3 separate regions of the Gossypium hirsutum genome follow, and all the other regions are linked to region 2. A link is a contact called in public Hi-C data. All regions are on one chromosome and are shown on one strand. The core of a region is the stretch at or near the end of the contact, and the rest is flanking DNA. Distances in the headings are between cores, read along the strand shown.

Region 1 (3,023 bases), core at 331-2,830, 270 kb after region 2:
CGCACTTTGAATGTTTTCCTTTGCAAACATACCCTTTTATGCAGCTATAAAATGACTCACATACCAAGCTTCATCATCCCTTACTTATATAATTTCTCTCCAATCCTTTCATACCGCTATAAAATGGCTTACATACCATTTCCCGATCTTAAAAATTTTCGTCACTAAAAATATTTGGTTTACGGTCGAGGTATTCTTGAGTTTTCAATGATGTGATACCGCTCTAAGCCGCACACATTTCATATATCATGCCAAGATAGGATTATTTCCTCCAAAGCCTATCCTAGGAAAGTCGGTTATGGGGTGATTTTGCTTTGTACGGTCAAGGCTAGAAGTCGATATGGAGGTGTCAATCGAAGCTTGTTATGCAACAATGGATCGAGGTATAAGGGGGAGCTAGTTGACGGATGTTACGCGGCCTTGAGCTCAATCTTTTCGAATACTTGAAAATAATGCCCTATAAATACCATACAGAAGTTTGAAGGCATATTCATACAGAAAAACTCTAGGGTTTCTAGCTATAATCGGTGTAATTTTTTCTCCATTTTCAGGAAACTGGTACCTTTAACCTTCATTCTTGTTCGAAGGCCGGCATTGTCGTGGATGCAAAAGGACTCTCAGGCGGGGGGCGGTTATTACGGTGCAGTACAGGTGATACTCCTTTCGGAGCGACAACAATTGTCGTTATTACACAACCCATTAATAACTACAACCGTTGTCGCGCTGACTTGATTTTGACCTCTACTTTGCCGAAATATTTGCTCTCCTCCTGAGAGCCTTCTTGTATCCACCTCGGTTTAGGCCTTCGGAGAGAGAACTAAAAAAACCCTGATCACTTTTAAAATACCCTAAGCCCTAAAAAACCCGAACCCTAATAAAATTAAAACTCTAACCCTATGAGAGAGAACTGGAAAGTGTGTTTAGTTGGATGTGCTTTCTAGTTAAATCGACCCATATTCCTAACTAATTTTAAAACTGGTATAAAATCCTAATTAAATTTTTTTACCTATAAGCCTTATTTTAACATTTTTTATCGGAGATGCTAACTGGTTTTATATATATGTAGAAGATGCAAGTTGATATATGCTCGTAACTTATTGGATTTTATAAGAAATTTACAATTTAATTTGATTATTATTAAATTGGGCTTAAATGAAAGCTTCAAATTATTGAATAAACCAAATTCAAGTATTTCAATATACGAATTATGGGTTTAATTTATTTTTACCTGATGAAACGTTTTTAAATCAGAATTTGAGTTTTTATTCAAACACAAAAATTTTATATGAAATTACGTTGGAGTAAATAAAAATTTTAATAAAAGGAATTAAAAAATAATTTTTTTAAATTAAATTGAAAAAAAAAACAAATTGATTACACCTCAGTCGGATGATGTTATCATACAAACTTTACGGTCCAAAATTGTAGCAATGTGTTTGGTATATTAGATTAATAAATGATTTAATCATAGAAAACAGGAAGAATCAAAAGTTGATGATGAACATCTCATTTATTTTATTGGTGGGGGAGGAATGGGATGCGTTACACTGTGCTCAGCAATAAGCAGCATGTTAACTCAATTAAGGCACGTGACACGTGTTTGGCCACCTTGGCTCATGTGGGTCGCAATTCAGTCGGTGATTGGTTCCTACTTGCTTTATTATTTTTTATTTCTAAAACAAAAACAGAAGACGTTTCCCATCATGGTTCAGCTTCTACGTCCGAAGTGGGACCCATTACATCTTTTTCTAAAATAAAATCTTACTGTTTGTTTTCTTTTACTTTTTCTTTTTACTGAAATTTATGGTTTGAACTTTGGTTATGTTGGGTCGCATTGTTTTTATCTCGTTTGATTTAATATAATTATTTTTATTTTTTATTTTGTTGGATATAAATTTATATTTATAAAAAATTACTTAAAAATTTTTTTTTGGTCAAATTCAACTTTTAAAAGTTTACAAGGATCAAATTCCATACAAAAGTAAAATAACTACAAGATAAACAACACAATTAACAGAAGATAAGGCCAACAAATTGAAAATCCAATTTTGGGAGAGAAAAAGCAAACTTCGCTTGAATCCAGTCATCATTGCCTATAAAGAGGAAATAAAAGCGAAAGTTTTTATTGGTATGTTGGTTTATATGTCAAAAAAACCTTAAAAGAAAATATGAAAAAAATCAATTAAGTCTATGTATTAAATTCATAATCAATTAAGTTTTTGTTGTTAAGAAAAAAAAATCAATTACGCCCTCCTTAATGGTTTACGTCATTGATCACGTTGACCATTTAAATAAATTGATAGACCAATCAAATTGTAATACCCCTCACTCGACCTAATCGCCGAGTCCAAGTTACAGGATGCTACTGTTGTTGCCGGAGCAAATATAAACATTTAATAATCAATTTACACAATAATATATGCATTCATATTCAAAATGTCTCATAATTAAGTTATACGATCTTTTCCTAGACTCATTCAAGCTTACAAAAGCTCATTTATTAACTCGAGCTTGAAAAAGGACCAAAATGTAAAGTTTTCAAAGCTTTAGAATAGGAATCAATACTCCATAAAGGTGTAACACCCATAATCCGGCAAGTAGATCGGTGAACGGTGGTGTTAACAAAGGACTAAAAACATCACGCAATATCACAACAAAAGTTTTTTGCTCATTAAGCTATTTAATATATAATAGTGAACAAGTTTTAGAAATGCCGCTTGGCGGATTATGGTTGTTATGACATATACCCAAGGCAAAATATAAGAGTATGTCAAAACATACATAACATATTTGAATTTTTGGCGAAGTGCCAATAAAAGTTAGCTTATACAAAATACTGTATGAAGGTACAATCTCTTTAAAGAGGCTGAAATTACAAGCCACCTCCATATACACATTTTACAAATTAAGCAAATGAATGGCTCATAATTGAGTAAAATATATGGCTGAATCCCTTCAAAAAATCTGCAACCACCCTAAAAGACCTGAAATAGGGATAAATGAAGTTAGGAAAGTTCAAAAAA
Region 2 (3,224 bases), core at 149-2,648:
ATCCAAATTTATTCATGTGAGATTGTTTACGTCCATAAAATGATGATGCAAGTTAGACAAAAGGAATTAAGCATCACACTAAAATATAAGGATCTTTGGTGCAACCAAACAATTAGTTCCATAAACTACCAATTGAGCCAATCATTAGGAATTGGTTGACTTCTTCTTCTTCTCTAAATTATTCAAGGGAATGTTAGGACTTAGTTTAGAAAATCAAATATTTAGCAACCCTATTTTATATTAAAAAAAGAAGAAGAAGGGAATAAAGTTGACAAACAAAGATGTGTTATTTGTTCCTTGCAGTAATTACGTACTTTTTTGGATTCTAGTCAAACAATCAATCTATTAGTATATTGATGTTTAGCATAATAAGAATCATTTTTGGAGTTTTCTTTTCGTATCACCCAAGTTTGATATTTTTGGAGCAAATTCCGTAACCTAATAGGCTCCTTCATTTGTCTTTTAATTTTGTTTTTTTTATACAAGGAAAATTTCAGGCATAATATAATCGTGGATTATCATGTAATATGTCAACATTAAAATTTAATTAATAATTTTTAATTTTTAAAAATTAATTAGATGTTAATATGTCGTCCACATGTATACCGTATAAAAACGTTAAATTTTTTATCCATTTTGGGGTGATTTGATAAAAGAAAATTATAAGTTCAAAAGCTAAAAAAGATAAAAAATTTAAATAAAAGACTAAAATAATTTTTTTATAAAATTAAAAAACTAAATAAATCATTATATCAAAATTTAATTAAGTTGAATTAAAATACATTAACCTATTATAAAAAAGAAAAATGAAAAGTGAAATTAAGGGTTTGAATAAATAAAGTTAAGGAAAATTAAATCTTATATCCAAGTTGTTGGCGTTTATGGGATATTTTTTTTAATTGGATTAAGAATTCACAAATATTTTTTGTAAATAGAAATTAAAAGGTATAAAAATTAAATTTATTATTAGATGTGAAATATAATAATTAAATTTGAAGTCTCATTTGTAGTTAAAATATATATATTTACATAAATAGCCCTAAATAACATTTCACCCTCACAATTTAAATCCAATTTTTTTGCATTTTTATTTGGGGGTGTGTGTGTAAAGGTGACAATTATATGGAATATTATTGTGTGATTGGCATTCACTTAATAAAGTGACGGCGCTGTTAGTTTTCATCATCATTAACGATATCCACTTTAGATTCTGCAATCATTAAAGCTAAACAGAATTTTTATACTTAATTCTGTTGTGTGGGGAAAATGAAATGACATTTAGCGAGTTGAAATAATAAAGGGGAAATGGGAAATGGATCTGGATTCAGCCTGTGCCAATTTATCAGCAAACAGGGAAATAAAGGTGTCATTTTCATGTATTGGGAAGGCACATGGCATGTTGTTCATCCCATGTGATGTTTTGACCTAATTTATTAATTTCATCCATAAATCTACCCTACTCATATATGTATATCTTGCGTATAAAGACAATATATAGACTTTTGCTTTTATTACTAAATCAGAGAAAAAATGATGATTAAATAATAAATGAAAACATAATTGTATAGTTATAATGAAAATGCAAAAAGATGGTGGGATCATCAGCATTAACCAAAGACACGTGGAGTGGGATTAAAGTAGTGTTGGTAAAGAGTGGTGAATTGTATTCGACAACATTGCCCTTTTTGTCAGTCTACAAAGTTAAGAGAGTTGCACCGCATACACCGATGGGATTTAAGAAACCCTGTGAAAATGGGAATGGGGTTGGGTATTAGAGCTGGAGAATGCGGGGGAACAAGGTTCACATGGGAGAACGTGCTTCCCTCCCATTTCTATCTTCAATCTCTAAATACCCACTTATAGATTTAAGATTAAAAAGTTTGGTCTTGGCACCATTAAAATGATTTTTTTAATTGTTTTAAATTTGAATATGTTGAGGATTGGATCTCCAGCACGTTAGGTTTTGTATCTCAACCATGTGTAATGTTTACGTTTTCGATCTATCAACTTATTTTCTCAGAGAAAAACAAAACAATACCTGAATCCAATAAATTATTATAAATAATAGGATCTAAATTCGGCATTATTTTCACATTGCAAGTCCCCACCCCATATTCCATGTGTTTGCTTCAAATGTTCACATTTCATTTCATTCATTTTAATGAAACATGGTATTTGTTTCTAATAAATTTAGCAAAGTATTTTCTTTTTCATAAAATAAAATTAGCTGTATATAGAATTTGAGGGTTAATTAATTATATATTCAGAACGCACATGTCATTTTGCCAAAATTTTTTCCCCTTTTCTGATGTAACATTTTGCAACTTTAAAGGTTAAGTACTTTTTATGATGATATTTTTAAAAAAATGCATTAAATCATTTATTATTAAATTAATGAAATCTTTTTTTCTTGGATATAAAATTGAAACTACCAACCGTAGTAGATAAGTTATAACCACGTTGTTGATCTGATTATACATATGTTGTCCTCATCAATCAGTTATCTCTGTTGAACAAATAATAATAATAATAATCATATTCAGCTATCTCTTAACCGACATTGGAATGCTAAACTGACACTGTTGGGAATTGTCACTTTTTATTATTATATATTTTATGGAAACATTAATCTAAATTTGCTGGGCAAAAATATTATTTTTAAAATATTTATATCTTTTTTATATTTTCATTAACTTCAGAAAAATGTATAAGTAAATTATACTATTCATTACGGCAAAATTTTTTTCACTCAACTAATAAAATTTATCTTTTTTTTTTATTTCTTTTGTTAAGTGCTTTTAAGTCTACGATGGATTGATGATGTTGTGATTTTAAATTTTGTATAATAATATATTTGATATTCAATGCTTATACATTTTATTAATTTAGTTTATAAAAAAATTAACCTTCAACATTTATAAATTATTTTAATTTAATCCTTAATTCTAATAAAATTATAAAACTTTTCAATTAATATTTTTAAAAATCATACAAAATACATAAAAAAATTCTAAAATTATAATATTATAAAATTTTACAAAAAAAGTTCCCACATATTCAAGTTGCAATCTCTTCAAACTTTCATCGATGCTTTTAGTTGCTCTCTCAACATTGAAATCAAAATCTTCACGGTATCTCCCACATTTTGTTGAAATTATATATTCACTTCTAGTAACTCCAAGAGCTTTAAGGCTTAGTTTGGATGGACAGTGTGTTTACCTCCG
Region 3 (2,908 bases), core at 226-2,725, 480 kb after region 2:
ATCTTCTTCCTCATTTTGACTTGTCTAGATAAATACTATTATTGTGATGCATAGAAGGAATTATATTTGTAATGATATAAAACCACCATGATTTTTAGTAGTTACTTATTTAATTAAGTATAGTTTGATCATTATTGTAATTAAAGTGCATACATCTAAAAAGACTCATGTGACCATTTGGCAAAGTGAGAGAATGTTGGAATTTGTGGCCTTTATGGCTACATAAAAGATTATTGAGGGAATTTTTGATCTTTGAGGAGACTGTGGCACCCGTCCTACCAATTCAACCCATATATGCTATAGGACAGGGTTTCAAATCTTACTAAACACAAAATATGAATTTGCATGGTAGGTAAAGGTACTTCCCTTTCATGAACTCGACACAAAATTTTGATGGAGGCAATAGACAAAATTTAGAATTAAAATTGAGCATAAACACTCTTAAGCCTAATACTAAACATGCTAAGAGGACTCACAGCTTCTTATTAATAGGTTAAAAATCCCTTCAATGCTAAGAGGACTCACAGCTTCTTATTAATAGGTTAAAAATCCCTTCAACAACCATGTTGACGAAAGTAATGTACTATGCACATTAGACATTAATAGGTACATTGACTAAAATCATGTATCTTTAAAGTACATATATTGAATTTTACTAGGTACATTAACCAAATTATGCATCTTTAATGACTAATATATGATTATGGTTAATTACTTTGGATTAATTGTATCACATTAAAATAATTCATGTACTTGTACAATTATATACCAAAGGAGGAAGAATAGGCATCTACATTAAGAAGGTGGTGTTTTATGGAAGTATAATGTGCAAATGTTAAAAGTTTAATTTTTGATACAATATATAAATGTTAAAATTTTAAATTTTAAAACTTTAAATTATTATTATGTTAATTTTAAAAACTCCAAGTTAACTTTTAGTAATCATTTATTGATCGATGATGAAAATATTTAAATAATTAAATAATTATTTTATAAGTTTTGATGATTGGATGATAAAAAAAATCTTAATAATTGAATATCTCAATTTAATTTATTAATTATCGGGAGAATAACACATAGATGCGGATGTGAAAGAATAAATGAGGGTGCACTGCACTGTGCTAAAAATAAAAGCAGAGGTGGAGAAGCGATTAGTCTGTCCGAGTCTGACTGTCTCTGATTAGTCAAAAATACCAAAGATGAAAAGAAAAAAAAGTAATACTCACATGCAGCAATGCTTATTATTACTCAACCCGCACCACACATTTCATTTGTGTGGCCACGTGCACGCTCCAAATTCTTAATCAACCCCCGAATTACTACGAGGATCATGATCAAAATCCAAAAACAAAAACCCAGAAAGTAAGGGGTTTTATTCACTCTAAAAAAAGTCATCATCTTTCCCATGAGGTGGCAATTCGGGAGACGACGACACTTTTGGCAACCTTTTCTTGTTTCCTGGAAACCAAGTATATAGCGAAAAGGAAAGGGAAAAAAAACCAAAACCCTCCCAATCCATTCTCTCCTTTTCGTTTTTACTTACACTTCGACTACCAACTTTAATGAGTTTTTCTTGGACATGGAAAACGACAACAATACAAACAAAGAAAATGTTTTCTTGGGCTTTTAATTTCCCAAGCTGAACTCAGATAAAAGAGAACAGCTTTCTCATAAATATACTTTCTCGGCTCCTTTTTATCTAGTTGAAGAAAAGCTTTTTTTTCCCCTTTGAGTGGTGGACTACTGGTTCTCCGCCCTGAAACAGCCATGGGGGAAACCGGGACGGTCCGGTTCCCTGGAAACCTTGACCCGACGGCACAAGAATTTTGGCCCGCCCAAAACGTAGTTTGCCAACCCCAATTTCCTCTCTACAGACCCCCCCAACTTTACTACCCGTACGCTGCGTCTCCAACGGTACCGTTTTGCAGCGGCGGCGTACCGCAGTTCCATGCTGCCCTGCCTCTACATGCACCTGTAGCTATACCTGCACCAGCGCCTTGCGTCACTACAGCGTCCATGGTGGTTGCACCGCAGCTGCCACTTCCACCTCCGACTGCGGCGGCGACGAGGGCTTTGGTGTTAACGTTGGTTCCATGCGATGTGAGCGAGTCAAAGGTGAGGAAAGAATTGGAAGTGTTCGGGGAAGTACGCGGGGTCCAGATGGAAAGAGTCCGAGAAGGGATCGTGACCGTCCATTTCTACGATCTGAGACATGCGGAGAAAGCGTTGAAAGAAATACGCGAGCAGCACATGCAAGAGCAAGCCAGGGTTCGAGACCAGTACACTGCGGCTGCTACCGGGTGCGAACCAGGTGTGTCCAACGCTTGTGTTCCACTCCCTTCTGCGCGTGGACTCATAGCCGGGAGGCCTGTCTGGGCCCACTTCACTATTCCGGCAAGCAATGCTGTCCCTGAGGGGAATAATCAAGGAACTGTTGTGGTATTCAATTTGGACACCGGCGTTTCAATTTCGCAACTCAAAGAAATCTTCCAAGCTTATGGTAAGTTTCGGTTCATTTCTTGTCTTTTATGTTCGCTTGCTTTGTTTGGGTTTTTGTTGTTCAATCTATTTTGTTTTACTCTTTTGCGGGGGGGGGGAGTTGATACTTTGATTAGCAGTCAAAGATATTTTCATGCTTTGTTACAAAATTTTGCAACCTGGTTTGTTGTTTAGGCCCAGTGAAGGAACTGAGAGAAACACCATTGAAGAAACACCAAAAGTTTGTGGAGTTTTATGACGTAAGGGATGCGGCTAAGGCTTTGAGAGAAATGAATGGAAAAGAAATTAATGGGAAGCAAGTTGCAATTGAATTTAGTCGACCCGGAGGATATAGCAGGAAGCTCTTCAATAGTGATAACAACGTTAACAAAATTAACGCTTTTACAGCTTTCACTGATAAATATAATCC

Evidence for each region. A called contact is a pair of places that touch in the nucleus more often than the background predicts.
Region 1: a contact with region 2 is called in a Hi-C map of leaf, with 4 times the contacts expected there. The contact joins two enhancer-like sites. A contact is called at or near these places in 2 of 34 Hi-C or Micro-C datasets (both in leaf).
Region 3: a contact with region 2 is called in a Hi-C map of leaf, with 2.3 times the contacts expected there. The contact joins the promoter of LOC107886477 here to the enhancer-like site in region 2. A contact is called at or near these places in 4 of 34 Hi-C or Micro-C datasets (all in leaf).

What each region holds. Positions count from the first base shown.
Region 1 is chrA03:94,485,046-94,488,068 of Gossypium_hirsutum_v2.1, forward strand. No RefSeq gene overlaps it. Among protein-coding and RNA genes, the nearest start is that of LOC121225546, 57 kb to the right of the region's middle. Within about 2 kb of position 1,581, at least 3 of the 9 cell types and tissues checked have an H3K27ac peak or open chromatin away from gene starts, as enhancers often do. A contact at or near this core is called in leaf, where this site is marked.
Region 2 is chrA03:94,218,888-94,222,111 of Gossypium_hirsutum_v2.1, forward strand. No RefSeq gene overlaps it. Among protein-coding and RNA genes, the nearest start is that of LOC107886483, 18 kb to the left of the region's middle. Within about 2 kb of position 1,399, at least 2 of the 9 cell types and tissues checked have an H3K27ac peak or open chromatin away from gene starts, as enhancers often do. A contact at or near this core is called in leaf, where this site is marked.
Region 3 is chrA03:94,695,237-94,698,144 of Gossypium_hirsutum_v2.1, forward strand. It overlaps LOC107886477 (protein terminal ear1), which reads left to right and starts at 1,476. Exons shown (of 5, transcript XM_016810448.2): 1 at 1,476-2,500; 2 at 2,674-2,908. The coding sequence starts at 1,768.